Linked DNA regions of Mus musculus: all the other regions are linked to region 1. A link is a contact called in public Hi-C, HiCAR-type, HiChIP or PLAC-seq and promoter capture Hi-C data. All regions are on one chromosome and are shown on one strand. The core of a region is the stretch at or near the end of the contact, and the rest is flanking DNA. Distances in the headings are between cores, read along the strand shown. Region 1 holds the start of Crbn (cereblon). Region 2 holds the start of Arl8b (ADP-ribosylation factor-like 8B). Region 3 holds the start of 0610040F04Rik (RIKEN cDNA 0610040F04 gene). Region 4 overlaps Itpr1 (inositol 1,4,5-trisphosphate receptor 1). Region 5 overlaps Itpr1 (inositol 1,4,5-trisphosphate receptor 1). Region 6 overlaps Itpr1 (inositol 1,4,5-trisphosphate receptor 1). Region 7 holds the start of Sumf1 (sulfatase modifying factor 1).

The links. Promoter capture Hi-C pulls out the DNA fragments that hold promoters and counts their contacts. Hi-C and Micro-C count contacts between places; a contact is called where the count stands out from the background. HiCAR-type assays count read pairs that join an accessible place to other places. HiChIP or PLAC-seq counts read pairs in DNA pulled down with a chosen protein or histone mark. Capture Hi-C pulls out chosen DNA fragments and counts their contacts.
Region 2: an H3K27ac HiChIP or PLAC-seq map of thymic regulatory T cells shows a contact between it and region 1, with 13 times the contacts expected there. The contact joins the promoter of Arl8b here to the promoter of Crbn in region 1. A contact is called at or near these places in 2 of 39 promoter capture datasets (erythroid cells and pre-B cells), 2 of 484 Hi-C or Micro-C datasets (CD4 T cells and uterus), 4 of 115 datasets of contacts at active chromatin or transcription factors (astrocytes, regulatory T cells, stem cell-derived neural progenitor cells and 1 more) and 2 of 9 other capture datasets (adipose tissue and liver).
Region 3: a contact with region 1 is called in a promoter capture Hi-C map of pre-B cells, with 6 times the contacts expected there. The contact joins the promoter of 0610040F04Rik here to the promoter of Crbn in region 1. A contact is called at or near these places in 7 of 39 promoter capture datasets (the 3T3-L1 cell line, 3T3-L1-derived adipocytes, the C10 cell line and 4 more), 3 of 484 Hi-C or Micro-C datasets (cerebellar granule neurons and regulatory T cells), 8 of 115 datasets of contacts at active chromatin or transcription factors (astrocytes, embryonic forebrain, embryonic midbrain and 5 more) and 1 of 9 other capture datasets (liver).
Region 4: a HiCAR-type map of astrocytes shows a contact between it and region 1, with 4 times the contacts expected there. The contact joins the enhancer-like site here to the promoter of Crbn in region 1. A contact is called at or near these places in 1 of 39 promoter capture datasets (pre-B cells), 3 of 484 Hi-C or Micro-C datasets (the HPC-7 cell line, the N1E-115 cell line and cerebellar granule neurons), 2 of 115 datasets of contacts at active chromatin or transcription factors (astrocytes and large pre-B cells) and 1 of 9 other capture datasets (embryonic stem cells).
Region 5: a contact with region 1 is called in a Hi-C map of muscle stem cells, with 5 times the contacts expected there. The contact joins the enhancer-like site here to the promoter of Crbn in region 1. A contact is called at or near these places in 3 of 39 promoter capture datasets (3T3-L1-derived adipocytes, hippocampal neurons and liver) and 1 of 484 Hi-C or Micro-C datasets (muscle stem cells).
Region 6: a contact with region 1 is called in a promoter capture Hi-C map of hippocampal neurons, with 6 times the contacts expected there. The contact joins the enhancer-like site here to the promoter of Crbn in region 1. A contact is called at or near these places in 1 of 39 promoter capture datasets (hippocampal neurons), 3 of 115 datasets of contacts at active chromatin or transcription factors (astrocytes, extraembryonic endoderm stem cells and large pre-B cells) and 1 of 9 other capture datasets (embryonic stem cells).
Region 7: a contact with region 1 is called in a promoter capture Hi-C map of adipose tissue, with 3 times the contacts expected there. The contact joins the promoter of Sumf1 here to the promoter of Crbn in region 1. A contact is called at or near these places in 3 of 39 promoter capture datasets (cranial neural crest, embryonic stem cells and pre-B cells), 2 of 484 Hi-C or Micro-C datasets (CD4 T cells and olfactory sensory neurons), 3 of 115 datasets of contacts at active chromatin or transcription factors (large pre-B cells, regulatory T cell precursor and thymic regulatory T cells) and 2 of 9 other capture datasets (adipose tissue and liver).

The regions. Positions count from the first base shown.
Region 1 is chr6:106,798,736-106,801,398 of GRCm38.p6, forward strand. Crbn (cereblon) reads right to left here and starts at 1,352. Exons shown (of 11, transcript NM_175357.3): 1 at 1,256-1,352. The coding sequence starts at 1,322.
Region 2 is chr6:108,781,750-108,784,412 of GRCm38.p6, forward strand. It overlaps Arl8b (ADP-ribosylation factor-like 8B), which reads left to right and starts at 1,310. Exons shown (of 7, transcript NM_026011.3): 1 at 1,310-1,628. The coding sequence starts at 1,506.
Region 3 is chr6:108,659,606-108,662,268 of GRCm38.p6, forward strand. 0610040F04Rik (RIKEN cDNA 0610040F04 gene) reads right to left here and starts at 1,329. Exons shown (of 7, transcript NR_104577.1): 1 at 1,212-1,329. It overlaps Bhlhe40 (basic helix-loop-helix family, member e40), which reads left to right and starts at 1,024. Exons shown (of 5, transcript NM_011498.4): 1 at 1,024-1,387; 2 at 1,556-1,625; 3 at 1,900-2,007. The coding sequence starts at 1,308.
Region 4 is chr6:108,425,786-108,428,448 of GRCm38.p6, forward strand. All of the region lies in intron 40 of Itpr1 (inositol 1,4,5-trisphosphate receptor 1), which reads left to right. Among named protein-coding and RNA genes, the nearest start is that of Gm35165, 45 kb to the right of the region's middle. Within about 2 kb of position 1,301, at least 154 of the 459 cell types and tissues checked have an H3K27ac peak or open chromatin away from gene starts, as enhancers often do. A contact at or near this core is called in the N1E-115 cell line, astrocytes and cerebellar granule neurons, where this site is marked.
Region 5 is chr6:108,305,145-108,307,807 of GRCm38.p6, forward strand. The region is part of intron 4 of Itpr1 (inositol 1,4,5-trisphosphate receptor 1); the gene reads left to right. Among named protein-coding and RNA genes, the nearest start is that of Itpr1, 93 kb to the left of the region's middle. Within about 2 kb of position 1,362, at least 214 of the 459 cell types and tissues checked have an H3K27ac peak or open chromatin away from gene starts, as enhancers often do. A contact at or near this core is called in liver and muscle stem cells, where this site is marked.
Region 6 is chr6:108,248,446-108,251,108 of GRCm38.p6, forward strand. The region is part of intron 4 of Itpr1 (inositol 1,4,5-trisphosphate receptor 1); the gene reads left to right. Among named protein-coding and RNA genes, the nearest start is that of Itpr1, 37 kb to the left of the region's middle. Within about 2 kb of position 1,361, at least 103 of the 459 cell types and tissues checked have an H3K27ac peak or open chromatin away from gene starts, as enhancers often do. A contact at or near this core is called in astrocytes, embryonic stem cells and hippocampal neurons, where this site is marked.
Region 7 is chr6:108,184,213-108,186,875 of GRCm38.p6, forward strand. It overlaps Sumf1 (sulfatase modifying factor 1), which reads right to left and starts at 1,371. Exons shown (of 9, transcript NM_145937.3): 1 at 1,081-1,371. The coding sequence starts at 1,344.

The DNA of each region.
Region 1 (2,663 bases), core at 102-2,601:
CTACCACCAAGGAACACATTCACACCTGAAGCACACCTTCTGAGGCAACAAACTGAAACCTGAAATTATTTCTTCACACCCCACACAAAAAAGTTCCTAACTGAAATGACTAAGGATGCACGGTTTCAACAATGTAGGACTAACCTAGTCCACAAATGAACCCTAAGTGAATCTCCATCACAAGATTTTCAAATCCCACAATAATCCCTACCCATGAAAATCACAGCAGGAGTTGGAGACATAGCTCAGAGGATTTGGGAGTGCCTGGTATCCAATCCAGCAAAAAACACAAACCCAGTACACCCAGCAGCAGTTGCTTATATGGCTCTAAATGAACTGCACCTGTGATTGTAATTATTCTCAATAGCCTTATCCTAACTGTGACCCTCCTAAAAGTAGCCGACTGATGTTTTTCCTACAAACAAGGTTAACAGACTGCATGGCTTTTAACTACAACCAAAAGGCTCTGGCAATAGTCTGTGTTTCTACAGCATTCTAAGAACAGTCCGTACCACTAGTTCATCCACTTTCAGCATTCAATACTGCAACATAAGTTGTCATAAACCATAAAGGCATAAAGTAAGCAGGAGAAATCGGTAATACCGTTCTCCTGAGTACCCTAAAAGTAGGCATATTATTTGCAGACCTGAGAAAAACCGCTAAATAACTACCTCCACAGAGAGATAGCTAAGAGATACCAGCTGTGGTGGCAGATCAGTACACCGCGCAGCCCTATCTGCAACTGTGTGACCTTCCACGTCACTGGATGGTATACATTTAACAACCCGTCGATAAGTTTCTCCTCCATAAGCAAGGCTCTGGACAGATGACAGGTGTAATAATAAAAGCAGAAATGCACGCAAAGCATTCACTGCGGGGCCCACGACGTGCAAATGCCTACTGCATGTTAGCTGTCAGTCTTATGAGAAAGCAGATGAGCAGGAAAAGTAACGGCTGCTAATGTCACCCGGTTCTCAACTTCGCCTACTCCCACAAAATTTTCAGGGAGGCCGGCTTGGGAGAAAGATGGAAAGGAATGGGGGTCCCTGCTCTGGGAAACCAAAGTCCGTGGCCCCAACATCCCCGACAGCCCAGGAGACAGGCCGGGAGGAAAGCGCAGAGCTGCGGAGGGCGAGGCTCACACGGGAGGCTTCCCACCGGCCGCTGCGCCCGAGTAGCTGTCCCCGTCCTCCCTGCGGGATCGGCCCCGGTCCTCGGTCTCCACCCACGGCCAGGCGCCCGTCCCGGAGGTTACCAGGCAGAAGCGGCAGGTGGTTTCCCATGTTGTGCGCAGCGTCCTGCTGATCTCCCTCGCCGGCCATGTCTGTTTACCCGCAAAGGAGCCTGGGAAAGGGCGGTGCCGGCACGCAGGGGGAGGGTCTGCGATACGCCGCCGCCACGCTCCCGGGCCACAGCGCCCCCTGGCGGCTCCAACGAGGCGAGCCGAGAGCGGCACAGCGGAGCCAAATGAAGAGGACCATCTTTAAGGAGGACAAGAAACCCAAAGTTATCCATGACCCACTGACCCCACACAAGTTACACAGCTCCCTTCTCAGCCACAAAGACGTTTTGACAGGTGGGAAACCCAAGTCTGTGTTTTTAGTGTCCACTTGGAGCAAACACGTCCTTATACAGCATCCTCTTTTGTCTGGAAGTATGGACTGTTCCAGGGGCCGTTGGAATATAGCAGATTTTTAAAACGATTTCAGTAGCCCTCGGATATAGCCCCAAATTAACATGTATCAGTATGAAGCAAAGATTTGCAAGGACAAAAAAGGCTGATAATCACCTGGAAAATAAAACTGTCAGTATATAAACTAGCCTAGTCATAATGGCTTCACTAAGAGAAAAATGGATCAATGTATGGTAAAAAACAATTACAACATGCTAAAAGAAAGAGAATTGTCTAGCACTGGAGTTGTGGATGGATTTTTTTTTTCCAATTTTAAGAGTGTATACAATATATTTCTAACACGTTTTCACTGAAGAAAAGAAAATAATGGAATGACAAACGATATCTAAAGAAGGAAGTAGTGGTAGTAGGCAGAGAATAAGAGGAAGGAAAAAAAAGTAAACTAATGAATCTGAGGTTTGAAGACATTTTTACCCCAAGAAAAAAATGCTGCATTAAAAAAAAATTCACAACCCAAAAACACGTTGGAATGGTAACTGGATCCGATAGGCGTTTCCTATGGTGACCAACACATAGGCCAGATTAGACCAGATTAAAAGTAGGTAAAGGCATAGTTATCAGGAGGCAGCTCTAAGGGGAGTTCGCTGGTCTCACAGGTGGAGGTCAGTGAAGTCAAACACCCAGGTTTAAGCAACGTGACTTTATAGAGTTTTGGTGAGGAGTGATTACTTGTTGGTTAGGAGATGGGGTTGTTGCCCATACCTGGTTAAAAACTGATCCCCTGGCAGCCACTCTTGGGTGGGTTCCAGGAAATGCTGACATGTTAGCCCGGAGTTTTCTCCAAGACAGAGGTGGAGTTTTCACTCCGCGGTTGGGGATCAGGGAAGGAGAGTAGACTGGGTTTCCCAGCTTGTACAGGGGAAGAGCAGGGGTTCAGCCTAACACTATCAATTCCATATCACTCAGCCTTCTGTCCCTGAGTCACTCTGGCCTTGGCCAAGTCACTTTTATATCCCCAGGACTCAGTTTA
Region 2 (2,663 bases), core at 60-2,559, 2.0 Mb after region 1:
GGTCACAACATCCAGCAGAGATGACTAGAGTAGCTGATGGAGAGAGCTAACAAAGAAAGCATCCATTAAGTTAGAGATTTACAAATATGAAGCAGAAATCAACTGGGGAAGTTGGGGCAGCCAGCTGGAGTTCCTTTTTAAAAATATATTTTCAGTTAAAATATAATTCCATCATTTCCCCCTCGCCCCAGGCACACCATCCTTCAAAGTCCAAACCACTTCACTGTCCTTCCCCATTCAGGGTCTTTTCCTGGAATGTGCTTCTACCAAACGTCAGCCTGCTTCTCCTTCTCACTTCCCTCAAGCCTTTCCACTCAGGACCACCTGACTTAAAGACAAGCAGGCCGGCTCCAGCTTCTTCTCTGTTCCTCTTCTTTATAGTGTTAAGTACCACGTGGCATTTTCTCGTTTGTTTGCTGTATATGTTCTGTTCTCCACACTGGACTGTAACCCGCAGGAGGGCAGGGATTTTGCTGTCACTAATGTTTTGCTGTGTTAGAAACAAACCCTGTGTCTTTCACATGCTGGGAAAGAAATTTTCCCTATTAATTAATTCATTTATTTATTCACTTTACATTCGGATCACTGCCTCTGCCCCATCCTCCCTTGAGCCCTAGTTAGACCCAGAGTGCTCCATACAGGCCAGGCAAGCATTCTACCACTGGGTTACATCCCCATCCCAGATTCTGATTTTTTTTTTTTTTTATTCCGTGTTCAATTCCTCCGAGTATTAACTTTTTCCTTCAGGGTACATTGCCAATGAACAATTATAGGAAAATTCAATCAAAAAGTGAACGAGGACCAACTCTTTGTTTTTTTTTAAAGATTATTATTATTTATGTGTTTCGTTGTGGGAGTATGCGCATATGTTTGCAGAATGTACAAGGTCAGAAAGCCCTAGATCTGGATCCCCCAGAGTTGAAGTTACAGGCTGATGAGGGCTGCCAGGTGTGGGTGCTGGGTCCTGAACTTGGGTCTTCTGAAAGAGCCTCAAGCACTTTTAACCACCGAGTCATTTCTGTAACCCCACCTTCTGTGTTTATTGAACTCTTGATCCTCCTGCCTCCACCTCTCAAGTACTGAAATTGTTGACATGCGTTTGCTGGGAGACCCATAATTTGGGGGGAAAAAAAAAAAGAAAGAAAGAAAAGAAAAGAGGAAAGGCATGTGACAAGTGAATTGGCACCAAGGCGAGGGAAGGGTGTGTCGTGGGATTCACCATCAGGTGGCGATGTCGCCGGAGGGCGCTGGGAGTCTACGGGACCGCGCCGCTCTTTCCGTGCGCTTCCGCGCCTGCGCTGGGCCAGGCGTGGGGGGGGTAGGGCGAGTCATATGACCCGCTGGGCTTCCTGGCTCCGGCCGTCGCTGCCGCCAGCCTCTGTCTGCCCGCGTCGCGCCAGGGGCCCCGCCGAAGAGCCGTTGGCGGGTTCGGGGCCGATACCCGCTCGTGGGAAAGAGTGTCCGCTGTCGTCCGCGCCCGTCCACGCTCGCAGCCGGCCGCCGCCATGCTGGCGCTCATCTCCCGCCTGCTGGACTGGTTCCGTTCGCTCTTCTGGAAGGAGGAGATGGAACTGACGCTCGTGGGGCTGCAGTACTCCGGCAAGACCACCTTCGTCAATGTCATCGCGGTGAGCAGCCCTCTGCGGGCGGCCTGGCCGGCGTCTCGCGCCTGTCACCTCCCCGAAGGCCGGGCCGGGCGATCCTGCGTGTGTGGGCCTCGGAGTTGTAGCCGGAGGGTCGGCAGCAGGAGGGTCAATTCCACGTTGCGTTTTGGTGGTGGTGGTGGGGGCTGTGCCTTTAACACGGCCTGGAAAGGGTTAATCCGAGTCTGCCACACTTGCTGCCTTTCGGGCCGTAGAGGCTGAAGGGTTAATTCCAACCTGTCACTTGTTCACCCGGACGGGTGAGCCTGGCCTTTTCCAGAACGCCTGCGAAGGGGACGCCTCTCCTAAGTCTCCACTTGGGACGATGGAGTCGCATTGTGAAAGCAGGCAACCCGTGTGGGCGCTTCTGTGAATGCCAGGGGGAGCCTCGGCGCCTCCAGTTCGCTTGGTCTTTGTCACTTGTCCATGGAGCGTCGGAGAGCAAACTGATGACCTAGCTTACTGGGGGAAGCTGTTGGAGAGACCATTCAGATCCCAGTATTTTCTAAGACAGGGAGCAAGGGCGAGGCGAGTCTCGGTTTCTCCACAGCTGATTGTGTTAAACGGGTAGATAGATGGATCTGCATTCAACATAAAGTTTGCAGGCTTTGGTCTTTAGAGAGATTTTTTTTTTTCTTCCCTCTTGCAGAAGGAATTTGTTTGGATTGGGACGTAGCTTATGGAGGCTCAGGGAAGTTGCCTAGTAAATATAATGTGAATTCGGTGGGAGAGTGGTCGTTGAGTTTTGCGTCTTTGATTGGTTGGGAAAGGAATGGGCGTGAATGTCAGTCTTTGGAGCCAAGGAGTCATTGCACAGTTTTAGGGCTGTACTTAGAGGGTTGAGCTTTACAATTGTTCTGATGAGAAGTGGCGGCAGTTCCTAGACCTTCAAGAGGATTGTTGCAATCCTCACACAGGAGACAGCTGAGCTGCCCGACTGGTTTGGCTACACACTGCCCTGGGAAAACCTAGGTAACGTGTGACTCAGTCCCTGTAGTAATAGAGCAACAGGCGTCAGAG
Region 3 (2,663 bases), core at 79-2,578, 1.9 Mb after region 1:
AGCCAGGGTGGGTGGGGGCAGTGAGGCACCCTGAAAGGCGGGAGGAGATGGGTGCGCGCCAGTCGGGTGCCAGGCCACCCGCAGGCTGCGCCTGGGACCTGAGCTCCCGGGAGAGTCCGGGGTGGGGGTGGGGGGAGGGGGTCGGCACGGCTCACACGGTCCACGGTCAGGTGCGCGCGGCGTGCTCGGCGGCGGCCTCGGCTGCCCTAGCTCCTGGCCACCAGCCCGCTTCCCATGGGGTGACATCCGCCCCGCCCTCGGTCCCTCCCCAAGGCGGGCAATTCCTGGACACTGAGGCTGAGCGCTGGGGGGGGGGGGGGGGGGGGGGCTGGGAAGCCAGGACGGAAAGAAACCCCAGCCTCTGGAGAAGGCTAAGGGGGGCCGACGACTCCCTCAGCTGCGCACCGGTTCCTAGGAGCGGGCCAGGCGGGGGAGGAGGAAGAAGGCTGGGCTGGAGCGACCAAGGGGATATTCCTCTCCCGGCTTGAGTCAGACGCGGGCGGAATCCGTCCTCCCCCGTTCCCTCCCAGGAGACGGGAACTTACTTCATTTCCCTGGGGCAGGTTCGCCCACGTTACCAACTCTTCCCCCCCCCCCTCCAGCTCCCCGGTTCCTTCCAGCTTCCGTGCCCCCCACCCAGCTGGGCAGGACTCTGGCTGCGCTGCCACCCCCTCTTTCGGGGAAAGGAGGCCGCAGCCGCAGACACCTGGGGGCCCGAGGTTTGGAGGGGGGGGGGGCACTTCGCAGCCGCCAGAGCGTTGTCCAACACGTGAGGCTCATGTGATGAAGCCGGGGGAGGGCGGGCAGGTCGCTCCTTCCCTCCCCGGCAGCGGCCAGACGTGCTTGGAGTCACAGGGTAGAACACGTAGCTTCTACCCACCCACTCGCTCCCATTTAACCCAGCCCGCAGCCTCTCCTTACTCCTCGGCTCGTCCCCTCCAGCAACTCCCCCCCCCCCGCCCCGCCCGCTCCGCCCTGAGCAACCCCCCCTTCCCTCCCGCCTCTCCGCCCGCCCCACTTCTCATTCACTTGGCTCGCACGGCGCAGACAGCGCAGCGAGCACACACCGCCAGTCTGTGTGCAGAGCGGGAGCCAGAAGCCGTGGGGACACCCGGCCATGCACGCCCCCAACTGAAGCGACACCTCAAAGCCGCTGCTCCTGGCATCCCAGCGCATTGCAAGGAAGCTCAGGCTAGCTCATAGGAACATACCTCTTGAGACCCTCGGATCCTCCCTTCCAGGGCAGCCCTTTCTCAGACTCTACTAAGTGCAGACAGGAGCGCACAGTGGCCCCTGCTCGCCGCATCATGGAACGGATCCCCAGCGCGCAACCACCTCCTACCTGCCTGCCCAAAGCTCCAGGGCTGGAGCACGGAGACCTGTCAGGGTAAGTGTGTGCTGTGATCCCTTCAAGTCTCCACTCCTAACCTTGTGTTCCGCGACACTCTCAACTTGGGGCATCTCTGAGAGTATAGGGGGCTTCTTTCACGTCTAGGGCTCCTGCAGCTAGTACGCACTCGGGAGTCACGGCTTTTTCTGACCTCTCTCCCTGCAGGATGGATTTTGCCCACATGTACCAAGTGTACAAGTCCAGGCGGGGAATAAAACGGAGCGAAGACAGCAAGGTAGGTGCATCCCTGGGAACCTCATTCCTTAGCCCCTCGTGTGCGCTGAGTTTCCAAGAAAAGTTTGCTTGTTTCAAGGTTGGCTGGGGGGTTCAAGATGAGATGAGCTCATTGCCACAAATGAGTGACTTGGGAAAGAAGGGGCAGAGAAGGTGAATCTGGGTGCGTCTCTGCGCCCTCGCAGAATTTTTCCCCCCTGCTACCGGTTGGGAAGGAAGGGAGGAAGCTTCGTTCCCTTCCCCGGGCACCCATTGCTTCCATGTATTCCATGCAGGAAACTTACAAACTGCCGCACCGGCTGATTGAGAAAAAGAGACGTGACCGGATTAACGAGTGCATTGCCCAGCTGAAGGATCTCCTACCCGAACATCTCAAACTTACTGTAAGTGAGAAGCTGGCTGCGCTCCAACCCAGTTCTTCTGCCCAGAGGGCGGATGGTGGGGTGGGGGTGTCTCTCGCCGCCTGCAGGCGTCACGGGGAACTGCATGCTAGACGGGCGGATCAAAGCTTCTGGTTTGGAGGGAACCCATCCCCAGACCCAGAACTTCCTAAGCAGAGGCAGAACCAGAACCATCTGGGGCCTCTTTAAGTTGGCTTCAACACTAACACAGCTTCCTTTTGGTAGTTTTTTTTTCTCTCTCTCACCACCTTGTAGTCTCCCTGACTTAAAGAAGCAAACCACGAAATTAAAAACTTAAGCCTTGTCCGCTTTTCATTTACAATAGGACCTACTTTATTTAATGTGTGCCTTTTTTTTTTTTCGTCATAATCTTTACTGGTAGCCAAAAGCTTTTTAGCTTTTCCTTCGGGAAAAGTATTTGGAAAGGAAGACAAAAAGCCAGCATGACTGGAAGTTCTGAACAAGTGTCAGGGGGGAAAGAAAGAAAGAAAGAAACGCAACACATTGGGAAAGCCACTTGGTTGCCAGACACAGTAGACATCCCTCCCTGGGTTGACACCACAGCAGATAAATGTTATCCCCGGAGTCCCCTAAGTTAAGGTCAGGGCAGCTGCTGGAGAAATATATCTGTCAGCTCA
Region 4 (2,663 bases), core at 51-2,550, 1.6 Mb after region 1:
GTTTGCTTCTTGGCAAGAGAGGCAGTCTCTATCTTTACCCCGACTTGATCTTGTTCACTGGAGATAGGAGAAACAAACTAGGGGTGGATGCGGGGGTGAGGGTGGGGTGGGGATAGAAAAACTACCTGCACTGTGTGTGTGAAGCTTCATGGATTGCTACATTTGTGTGCTTGGGACTATACATCCCCCCAAAATCTTGGACTGATGACAAAGGCCAGTCAGTTATCAGAAGGGCCAGGGCCACAGAGTATTGGTATCCTATGGTTCTGACAGTTGCCAGGGGTAACTATACAGAGGGAGCCGCAGATAAAGATCAAGATACAGAAAGCTCCCTCACTGGCCATAAATGGACATCAGCTGATGTTAAAGATCCTGATTTCTATCACTGGAAGCATCTGTTAGGTTCCAGGTACTATGTTAAGGGTTTGATACAATGTGCCTCCAAAAACATAGTATCTGCCGTGCTGGAGACTCTGCTAGAGACCATACAAATTAATGGAAAAGTTACCCCAGCCTGTCATGCAGCATGATAGAAATACATGGAATTGTGGGGAAATGTTATCTGGGGCTTTCTCGATATGTCAGAAGGGCAAGTAGTCACTTCAGAGGTCAGGCAAGAATGCAGTGGGGAACCTCAAGGCAGGACCTACTTTTCTAAACTAGGAAGTGCCATGCCTTTTAAGAACATACTTGGGGTTTAGGCAGCAGTAGTGGATGATGGGGTGGGCCATCTAGGTTTCCTCATTTTTGTCCTTGATACTAAGTTGTGTGTTTTAAAAGTGTGTGCTGTAGTTCAACAGACATGCCCATTCCTCTTCACTTAATATGACATCCTCACTGAATTACTGTCACCCTGGTGACAGCAGGCAACTGCAACTTTGCTTTCCTGTATTGAAAAAAAAAAACAAAACAACACAACAGATATCCTTGTCACCCAGAGTAGCTGTAGCCTGATTTTATTTATTGTGACCTAAACTTCTCTCCCCTACAAGCTAGTGATGCCACAGACAAAAATGTCTGTAATATTCAGGATGTGAAGGGTGGGAGTGGGGGTAGGGGTGCAGACAGCCGCTTAGGAATTGCTAGTTTTCACCTTCAGGGGGCGCGCTCATGACGTCCGACCCGGTGGAGGCGTCCTACTTTCTTACATTGCTGCAAACTGCTGAGTTGGGAACCTGCCAACCCTCAGGCAGCCGTTACATAAGCCCTTTCTTTTTTTCCTGGAATTTAAGCTCACTGCTGATGTGCGACCTTCAGCAGTAATTGCCAATAAGTGCAGCAGGACTGTTTACTGTTAGACACTGGCAACCACAGAGCAAGCTCTGCTGTCAGCACACAGAAGCCACTGCGGAGTCTGCTGAGGGCCTTTTCAAATCTTTGGACTCTCTTTGTTATTGTTTCTGAGATTATTCCAGAATGACTGAAGTTGTGTAGTTGCGTCATGCCAGTTTGCATTTTTTAACTAACGGACCACACTACTGAGTTCTGATGAATCCTCTCTGTAAGATATGCATCAAAGTTCATGGGTGGAGCCATTTAATTTTTAACTTATCCTTATTTCTAAAAGCAAATGCAGTTAAAATGAGAATTGTATTTGTAGATGTGAATATTTAAAATTGTCCATTTAAATTCAGAAAAAAAAAAAACCTTCCATCTTTGGTTTGGGTTTTTTTTTTTAAAGATTTCTTTTCTCTCAATGAAGAGGTTTCAAAGTCTGATAAAAGATGGACCCTGACTTGCTAGCCCATTCACTCTTGTTTTGTTTCCTTTTCCCAGGGTTATAAGTAGATTGAGAAGCAACGGAGTGCTGATTTAGGGAACCAGAAATGATAAATTATTTTTGATGTACTGATATATGAGCCTATCATACATGTCTTGACTTGTGTCCAACTACTGCCAAGATGGTCCATAAGTGGACATTATATTGAAGAGAAAATGGTGGATGCTCAGAGGCCAGAGAGGGATTCCGGTTAAGGGCAGAAGAAAGCAAAGCCTATTCACAGCCATACTGTGTGCTGGTCCTATAATAGACTCATATAAAAGGGCTGGATAGAGAGAGAGAGACGGGGTCGGGAGGGTTGCTGACTCGAAAGCACCAGGAGTAACCTAGGACATATATAGGTATCTTTTCTTTAAGAAGTTCAAAGAGTGATAACAGATGTGCATCCCTCCATAAGAAATAGGGTGCCTTGTTTATATGAAGCAAGCCCACAGGCATCTTCTATGCACATATCACGTTACTTGGTTGACATCACAGTTATAATACCTTGATTATTGGCCTCATCCAACAAGGACATTGAGGGCTCAGAAACTTGAGTTACTGTTTAAGTTATTCTTAAATGTTTGTTACTCATTTGGATCTTTGTTTCTACGAAATTATGTTTTGCTGAACATCTTTGAGAGTTCTGGGGAAACTTTTAATCAAAGGGGCAATATGATGAAGCAGTCTGGGGCAGTACTCAGTTTTCAGATTCATAACTAGACGTGTTCATCATCCACCGACCAGCTGTGATTAGAGATGTCAGCAGCATGTATGATGAGGGAGAAATAAGACCTAGAATATATAGATCTTAAAATGTTATTACTTAAAATGTTCACTGGAACATCACCATTCAAGTAAAGTAAATAATAATAATAATAATAACAACAAACAACTACTACTT
Region 5 (2,663 bases), core at 112-2,611, 1.5 Mb after region 1:
TCACACAACTAACCTTAGATATCAATCTCCGAACCTAGAGATTGGACACCTCTTTGCTTTTGTCAAGTACCCCTTCCATCCCCGTAATGAGCTTTCTGATGTAGCAACGTTGGAACGCGCCAGAGAAGTAGCTGGGTAGTTTACAGCCTGAGGGCTGGGTTTCCGCTGAGAGTGAGACACCTCCTACCTCCCTCAGTGTGTCCAGGGTGAGCCAGCTGACCCAGTTTTGAGTCTATTTAGGAGATAGATGGCCACTTTCTCCTCTCCCACCAGCCTGTATATCTTGCTGCTTCTGCCTTCGGTCAGGGTCAAGATGCAGATAGCCTTGAGCATCTTCCTACACTGCTGAGGTTGGCAAGATTCTTTCCAGACTCCCGAAACATAACTAATGCCGGAGAATGAGTGAGAGAGGGCATTGCACAGAAAGGAAGTGGATAGGCCGGACTCTGGTCCTGGAAGGCAGACACTGTTAACTAGGTGACAGACTGTTTTCTGAGCACTTAACCCTTTACAAACCTCTCTTCCCGACTGATGGTTTGTTAATGGTTTGTTACAGTTTCCAGTGAGCCGCTTTGCTTTTAGAAATCTACATGGCTCAAGGAGAGGAAAAGCAGGGCTAGGTTTTTCTGGAAAAATCTATGGAATGTGCTCTCTTCCCATCTGTCTGGGTGCTTCTGTCTTCTCTTGTCATATGCCCACACTCTGGCTTGGTGACATTTCTAAAAACCCACAGGAGACAGTGGCAGAATCTAAGCTTGAACCCTGTATTAGAGAGTTTTGTTTTCCTCCCCCACAGCCAACCTTTATTATAACAATAGCAATCATCCCCTCTGCTATTTATTGTAAATTTTCTCAGCATATAAAGGACTCTTGGCATAAGGGAGGAGGAAAATATAGTTTAAAGAACCGAGTTGTTTCTTCTATAAGGAGAGTTCCTAAAACATGAACTTTGGACTTAGTTTGGAAGAAAAAAGAAAAAAACAGTGAAATAAACACTTAGATGAAATCAGCCTTGTAAATGTTTTTATTTGAAAGATGGAAATTGATTGTGTAGGTTCATATGTAACACCGAGGTCCTATAGAAGCTGTAGACTATGAGTCTGTACTTGGGGATTTGAAAAAAAGCAGTTACTTTTGAATTCTAGTGCCAGACTCTGCCCGTTTGCACAGTTTCACAGGGTCTGTGCACAGCAGCGCACAGTGTCTGAAGGTTCCCAGGCCAAGCCTGTTCCCCGGCTGGAAACAGCGCACCCCGGCTTCTCCTTTGGCTCCCTCCGTGTTTTCGCTTTTGTAGCTCTTAGCATTTTCTCTTCCTGTCCACAATCCAGACAGTCCAGGCTCGAGTTGGGGTGTGTGTCCCTGTCCCTTATCCGGCTGCTCCGAGGAAGAGCCTCCCTGGCCTTTTGCTTTCATTTGCCTTATATGGTCAGCTGTGGAGTTCGTTATTCCTGGAAAGGGCCTTTTCACTGTTTCAAGCACTATTGCCCTCCACCATCTCCTGAGGAGAACTAGAGCTTGCTGGAAGCTTGGGGTTCCTGGTTCTAATGGGGATCCTAATGGATTCTCACTGGTTCCAGGGCAGGTGATGTTTGGACCTCAGGCTAATGAGATGTTTAACAATAGGTGTATAGTTAAGAATAAACTTCCTTTTGAAACCAGGGACTCCAGAGTGTTCCGGTGTTTTGTTTGTTTGGTTTCTGTTGTTGTTTGTTTGTTTGGTTTCTGTTGTTTGTTTGTTTGTTTTTCCTTTCTTCCGAGCCCCAAGTGGGCTGGTCCTTCTCATTTCCCAGGATCCTGCTGCCTAGATTGCCTTTCCCCTCGTTATTCTCTCTGGCTCTGCTTCTTGGAGGGCTTTATCTACCACAGGATAGATGACATTGATTTCAGTCAGATCCATGTCCTCAGTTATCTTCTGAAGTACGGCTTCCGGTGTCATAAAGAAACAGTCATCTTAGTGGTTCCCACTCAGGCGGCTGCCCCTCCCCTTCCTGCTCCTCTTCCTGGTGGGATCTAGCCTCCCGACCTGGGCAAGCCGAGCAGCAGCACTTTAAAAATAATTAGACTGAACACAAGAGTGACAAGAAGGTGTGGTTTATCTTTCAGGCCATGGTTAGTTTGTGCTTTAGCCTAAAAAGGAAGTTTGTAGTGTGTTGAATGCAAGTTAGATGTTTCTGGATGAAAGGTGGAGCTGAAGATGAGGGTGGAGTTAATGGAGTAGTCCTTGCTCCTGGCTCAGACAGGAACATTTCTCTAAAAAACTTTTATTTATTTTTAAAAAGGGAAGTTGAATTTGGTAATGGTTTGAGGCGGCTGCCTAGCTACCCTGAGACCGGTTTTTCCCTCCCATCTTTCATGGCCTGCCTCTCCATGGTGGTGAGGATTGGGCAAGCTTTGAAGTCACTTTCGTTTTCTAGAACTTGTTGGTGAAGCCTACCCCCCACACCCCCTACCCCCGGTCACCCCTCTTTTTTTAAAGCATGCCTACATTTCTCTCTTCCAGCTCTGCCTGTCCAAAATGACTTCCCTCTTTTCCCAAATCCCCAGCAGTTCACTGTCTGGCAAAGGAGTGACATCTGGCAGCTTGCTAGGGTAGAGGGAGAGAGATGTAGAAGGGAAGACTGCACGTGTTCAATACCACAATTACCCTGAGCTCCATGCTGTCA
Region 6 (2,663 bases), core at 111-2,610, 1.4 Mb after region 1:
GGAAAAAAGAAGGAAGGGAGGGAGGGAGGGAGGGAGGCAGGCAGGCAGGCAGGCAGGCAGGCAGGCAGGCAGGCAGGCAGGCAGGCTGGCTGGCTGGCTGCCTTGGACCCTTTGTTACAATGAATCTTCAGCTGTTCCCAACACTAGCTCAGGAATATGCATAATGTCCACATGATTGGGACATGTTTGTGGAGCCATTAAGGGTCTAGCCCAAGGCAGTGTAACCAGTGTCTGAGCATTTCAAGTTGGGTGTGAGCTGAAAGTCTCTGGTTCCTCAGCCTGGGCTCCGAGACACGACAGCCTGCGAGTCTAGCTCTTGCAATGAGCATGGGAGAAGCGTTACTTTCCTCTGTGAGTTGGACTGAGGCCCAGTGCATAGCTATGGATTTGAGGGCTAAGCCTCTGGCCTTTTTCCTTTTGCCAGACCTTTGTTCTCCTTTTCTAGAGTGCTTGCAGAATGTCAGTCCCTCTCTGAGGGGTCTTGGAGATTTAATAAGCTGTCTTAATGGGGGAAGGACTGAAGTGTTTTATATTTGGTCCATCCACTTTGTAATTAGCCTTGAAACTTCCTGGCAACGTTGGTAGGTGTCTCCACCAGGAGTGGCCTATTTCAGGGTCAGTGATACAAATAGTCAAAACCTACTTACTGGATCATAGACTTGCTTGTGGTTTAGGCCTAGGTAGGACACTGAGAAAAGGATGTCATGTGAGGCCAGAGCTGGAGGCTGGTTGGCTACTGCAAACGGCTTCATTATCTTGGAGAAACCACCGTGTCTTTATGTGTCTGTTTCCCCATTCGTTAAGTGCAGGTTTAGTGAAATATCTCCCCATATCCATTCCAGCTCTAGACACTGCAGCCGGCCGGGACTGGAAATGGGCAGGTTCATATTTCACAAGAAAGCATTGGTATTCAGGAGCCTGGAGCTGCCTAGAAGTAGATCTCCTTTTCCCTGGGATTACAAGTTGTCTCTGTCTAGATAAAAAGGAAACAGACAGACTTTCACCCTGAGGCCAGAAGGAGACACAGCCAGGATCTTGGGTCACAAAGGTCTTTCAGGGTGACTCTAACAAGCCTGCTGGCTTAGCTTTCTTTCAAACCCTGTTCCTTTGCTGCACATTGTTTTAATTGTTGCTAAGCAACATTCTCTCCTACCCCCCCCCCCCCTTCTTTTTGGCAAGGCATCCAAGGAATGAACCCATATCTTATTTAGTTTTAAATACCCACATGCAAAGGGGAGGGCCTAACTTAAATTTTGTTTGTTCTTCTGATTTTAATCCATGACAGGAATGCAGAGCTTACTCTTTGCCTGTCTTGTTAGGTAAGGGAAAAAAAAACCCATCAGTCTGTTGAAGGTACGCGTCAGAATCATGCCGTGGGGCATATTGAAGATATTGCCTATGTGTGAAGCTGCCTTGCAGGAGAGGCTCTTGCAACGTGTTCTTTATTCACAAAGTCAATTCAAATTTAATGAAAAGATTAGTAGGTTTTTATAATCTTCATTTCAGATTTGCTGGCTTATCTCAATCTTGCACCAACAGACTCCATTGAAAGGGAACAAAGCTGTAATTTAAATCAATTCCCTGGGCAACCTAGAATGCTTCCAGGGTGTTACACAATCAGTGGGGCTGGTTCCTGTAGCTTGATTATTGCAGGAGTCCCACACACTTCTTCCAGTAGCTCCCCGTGTGTTTCTGCCCACTTTCTTGACGATATGAGATGTGTGCCTGTGGCCTCTCGTATAATGAATGGACACAAGTACTCTCCTGCTCTGAGTCCATTTATTTTTGAATATTTGAGTCACCCTTGGCAAATAGAACTCAAGTGTCTGTTTCACATTCACTTACCCTAATAGTTAATTTACTTGTTAATGGGATTAATTTTCAGCTGTTTTATCCTGAAAATGTTCCCAGCAAAATAAATATGATTACCGTGTCCTCTAATTCAATCCCGCTGATGTGATGTGGCTTCTTCCATTCTAGAACAAATGGATTTTGAAATCCCAGCCAGAAGTAATTGGGTCAATTGTCATATCATTGTATGGTCCTTCTGACAGCAGAATGTAGTGCTTGATTAAGGACTTTTCTTTTGGCAAAGGGTTTTTATAGTCCTGTCTTAAGGGCATCAATGAAGATGAACATGCGGTGAATCACTTGAGCCTATGATAACTTTGTCTCTTCCTCGTTTGCCAAGTGAGAAAATCGGACTGGGATAACTAGGGTGCTGGAGACAGAGAATGATGCTGTGTCAGAATTGGGATTGGATTGTACCCAAAGCTTCCCTTTGTTCTTTGGGGTCATGGATTAAAGCAAAATAAAGTTTTGTCCCGTTTTCCTGTGTTAATAACCTGCCTTCTGTAAACACAAATAGGTGGTTGTGAATACTTTGTTCAGTCTTTACTTAAATTAGTTAAATCAATTTATTGAATCTTATAGTTTCCTTTATATACATCTGTTTATTTAGTCTTAGAACAATTCTAGAAGGAAGTTGCTCTTCTATGGATGGAGACGCTGATATACAAGAGGTACAGTGCTTGGTTTAAGGTCATACAGCTAGCAATGATAGAACCAGAATGGAAATCCAAGCAGTCTGGCCCCAACACAACTACTTTGCCCATTTTTGTGTCCTTCCCAAATATGTCAATCAGAGCTGCGTTCATAGACTA
Region 7 (2,663 bases), core at 121-2,620, 1.4 Mb after region 1:
GAAAAGTGCCCGATAACCTTCACCCCCAAAATAGCCTCTCAATAGTGTAGCTACCAATAAATAAATAAACAAACAAACATCACTCAAGAGATATTACAGAATGTCTAAAATAGGTTAGGCACTGGGATGGGAGGAGGGGGGCAAATCCATAGAGAATAAATCAGATCTAAAACTCTTTCCATCATCAAGTAGGTAACAGAAAAACAACACTGCACTGCAGTAAGCAAAATAGACAAGTGGCCACTGGGCAACTGCCCTCCAAAAAATGCTGTGGGGATTTATAGACAAGCATCTTTAGTTGTCGCACTGCTACCTACCACTGAGTCAATCTATGGAAATATTGAAAGGGAGGGAAGACCCACAGGAGATGTTACCCCTCACCAACTCCTGAACTTAAGTGCCAATTAACATAGAGGAAAGAAAAGAGACCTGGGAAACAAGGATAGACTGGATAGGAGTACAAAAGAAAAGTGTTATTCAGAGGGCCTGGGGTGAATTCCCTAAAGCTAGCAAGTAGAATGAAGGTCCATTTCTATATTCACTGTTTTCATCCGTACATACTAACATCTAACACACCTATGCACTACACAAAGACATAAATAAAAGCAATAAAGTACACTCGGCTCCATACTTCTTTGCAGTCGGAGTGCTAAGCACTACAGAATAAATACAAGTCTGCGAGCACAGTGAGTTTAAGGCAGTGTTGGAGACTCAGGCTCCACAGGTACTAAAACTAGAACTTAAACCCGAATCCATCAGACTTTTCCTGGAGCTCTGCAGCAGGAGGGCGGAGTGGAGGAAGGGGGAAGTGGGCAAGAAGAGGTAAGAAAGAATGGACAGCACTCTTCAAGCTAAGCTCTCTTAAGTTTTAGTGATAAACACAGCCACAAACCCCTGCCCATCTCCCAGTGGGGGGGGGGGGGGCAGGGGGGAGGACATCTGTCAAATGAGATCTGTAGCTGAGAGACTTGGGATGTGGTTCGACCCTTTCCAGGAGTTCCGAATCCCCCCTCTTCTGGCCCAGCGAGGCCTCATGCCGTAGCCAACGACACCCACACGCCCCAGGAATGGAAGGCGCACCTTGGTGAGCGCGAGCGGTCGCGGGCCTGAGGTCAGGCCCGGGGCGTTCGCCTCCCGGGAGTAGCGCTGCGCCGCCGCCGAGCTGCCATGGGCCCCGGCCCTCTGGGGCGTTCCGCAGCCGCACGAGCCCGCAAGGGACGCCGCACCTTCCCTGGCCTCGGCCTCATCGCTTCCCGCCACCTCGCACGCCAACACCAGCAGCAAGAAGACTCGCGCCAGTCTGATGCAGCAGCGGAGAGCCGGCTCTCGCGCGGGCGCAGCCATGTTGTTCCCGGAGTCATGTGACCCATGGAGATCACGTGACCTGTGGTGCTTAAAGCAGCGGCTTTGGCTGACATAGGTAATAAATAATAGCCTGAGACTGCTTCCAGGTAGTTAGCCAGAGTTTGCCTGCTAATGTTAAAAGCATGCAAACCACAACAAAGCTCTATGATATTCAAGGCCTTCCGCAGACAATGTGCCCCTCTCTAGTTTCGTGGTTGAAAGCTAGTTGAATTTATTCAGCATTTGCTGAGCACCACTACCTTACTACATAAACACTCATTTTTTTTTTTAAGTACTTAGTTCTCGTGATGCTGCTACATTGTGTTGACAGGACAATTAAGTGGTCTGCTCAAATCACGTATCAAACATGTCAAAACCAAAATCTAACTCCAAGGTATCTAACCAGAAACCCTGAATTTTGAGCTCTATAAGCAATTCAGAAATTGGACTTAGGAAAGTGAGCATAGTGAAAAAGACCAGTGAGTAGAGTTAGGTAAATCTAGACTATGAGATTGTATAAAATAACACTTCGCAAAGTTTGGACTGATAGGTTATTTCTCCACTGGTAAAATAGACCAATAAATGCCAAATTAGAATATATTGAAGATAGGTTTATTGGGAAGCTGCTCTTGAGTGAGTTCACTGGCCCCCAAGGACCAAGGCCAGAAACATCACCAAGGTGGGGGGTGGGGAGAAAGAGAGAAAGGGCACACAGGGCAGAGAGAGAAAGTGAAAGAAAATTAAAATTCAAGGTCCATGACTCATGCGGCTTGCTAGTTAGGAGGGCTTTTTGGGCCTAAGACAAAGAACAAAGGCTGTAAAGTCATCCCAGGAACCAACTAGCCATAAAGATAGGGAAGACATACAAGAATGTCCGGACTGGCCTGGCGCCTCCCTATCTCCAACCCCCACCTATGTTCTTTCAAGAGGAGGAAGAGGAGGAGGAGGAGGTGAAAGGGGAGAGGAAGGGGAGAGAGGGAGAGAGAGAGGGGTAGAGAGAGAGAGAGAGGAACAAATGTCTGGATTATATAGGGAAGAGCAGGCAGCCAGGGGCCTACTTGGGGACAGGGTATGCCCAGTAGGAACCTAAGTATGCTGGATTAACCTGGAGGCCAGGTCTGCTTTGATTGTAAAATATGCACCTCAGTCCCTTGTCCCGGGTCCAAAGCCAAACCTGGACCATAGCAACAGTAAGAGCATCACCTGGTAACTTACTGGAAAGACAACACTTGCTAAGAGAGATGGTTTTAGCCATGGAAGAGGAGTGACTGCTCTTCCAGAGGACCAGAGTTCAATTCCTACCATCCACCAGGCAGCTC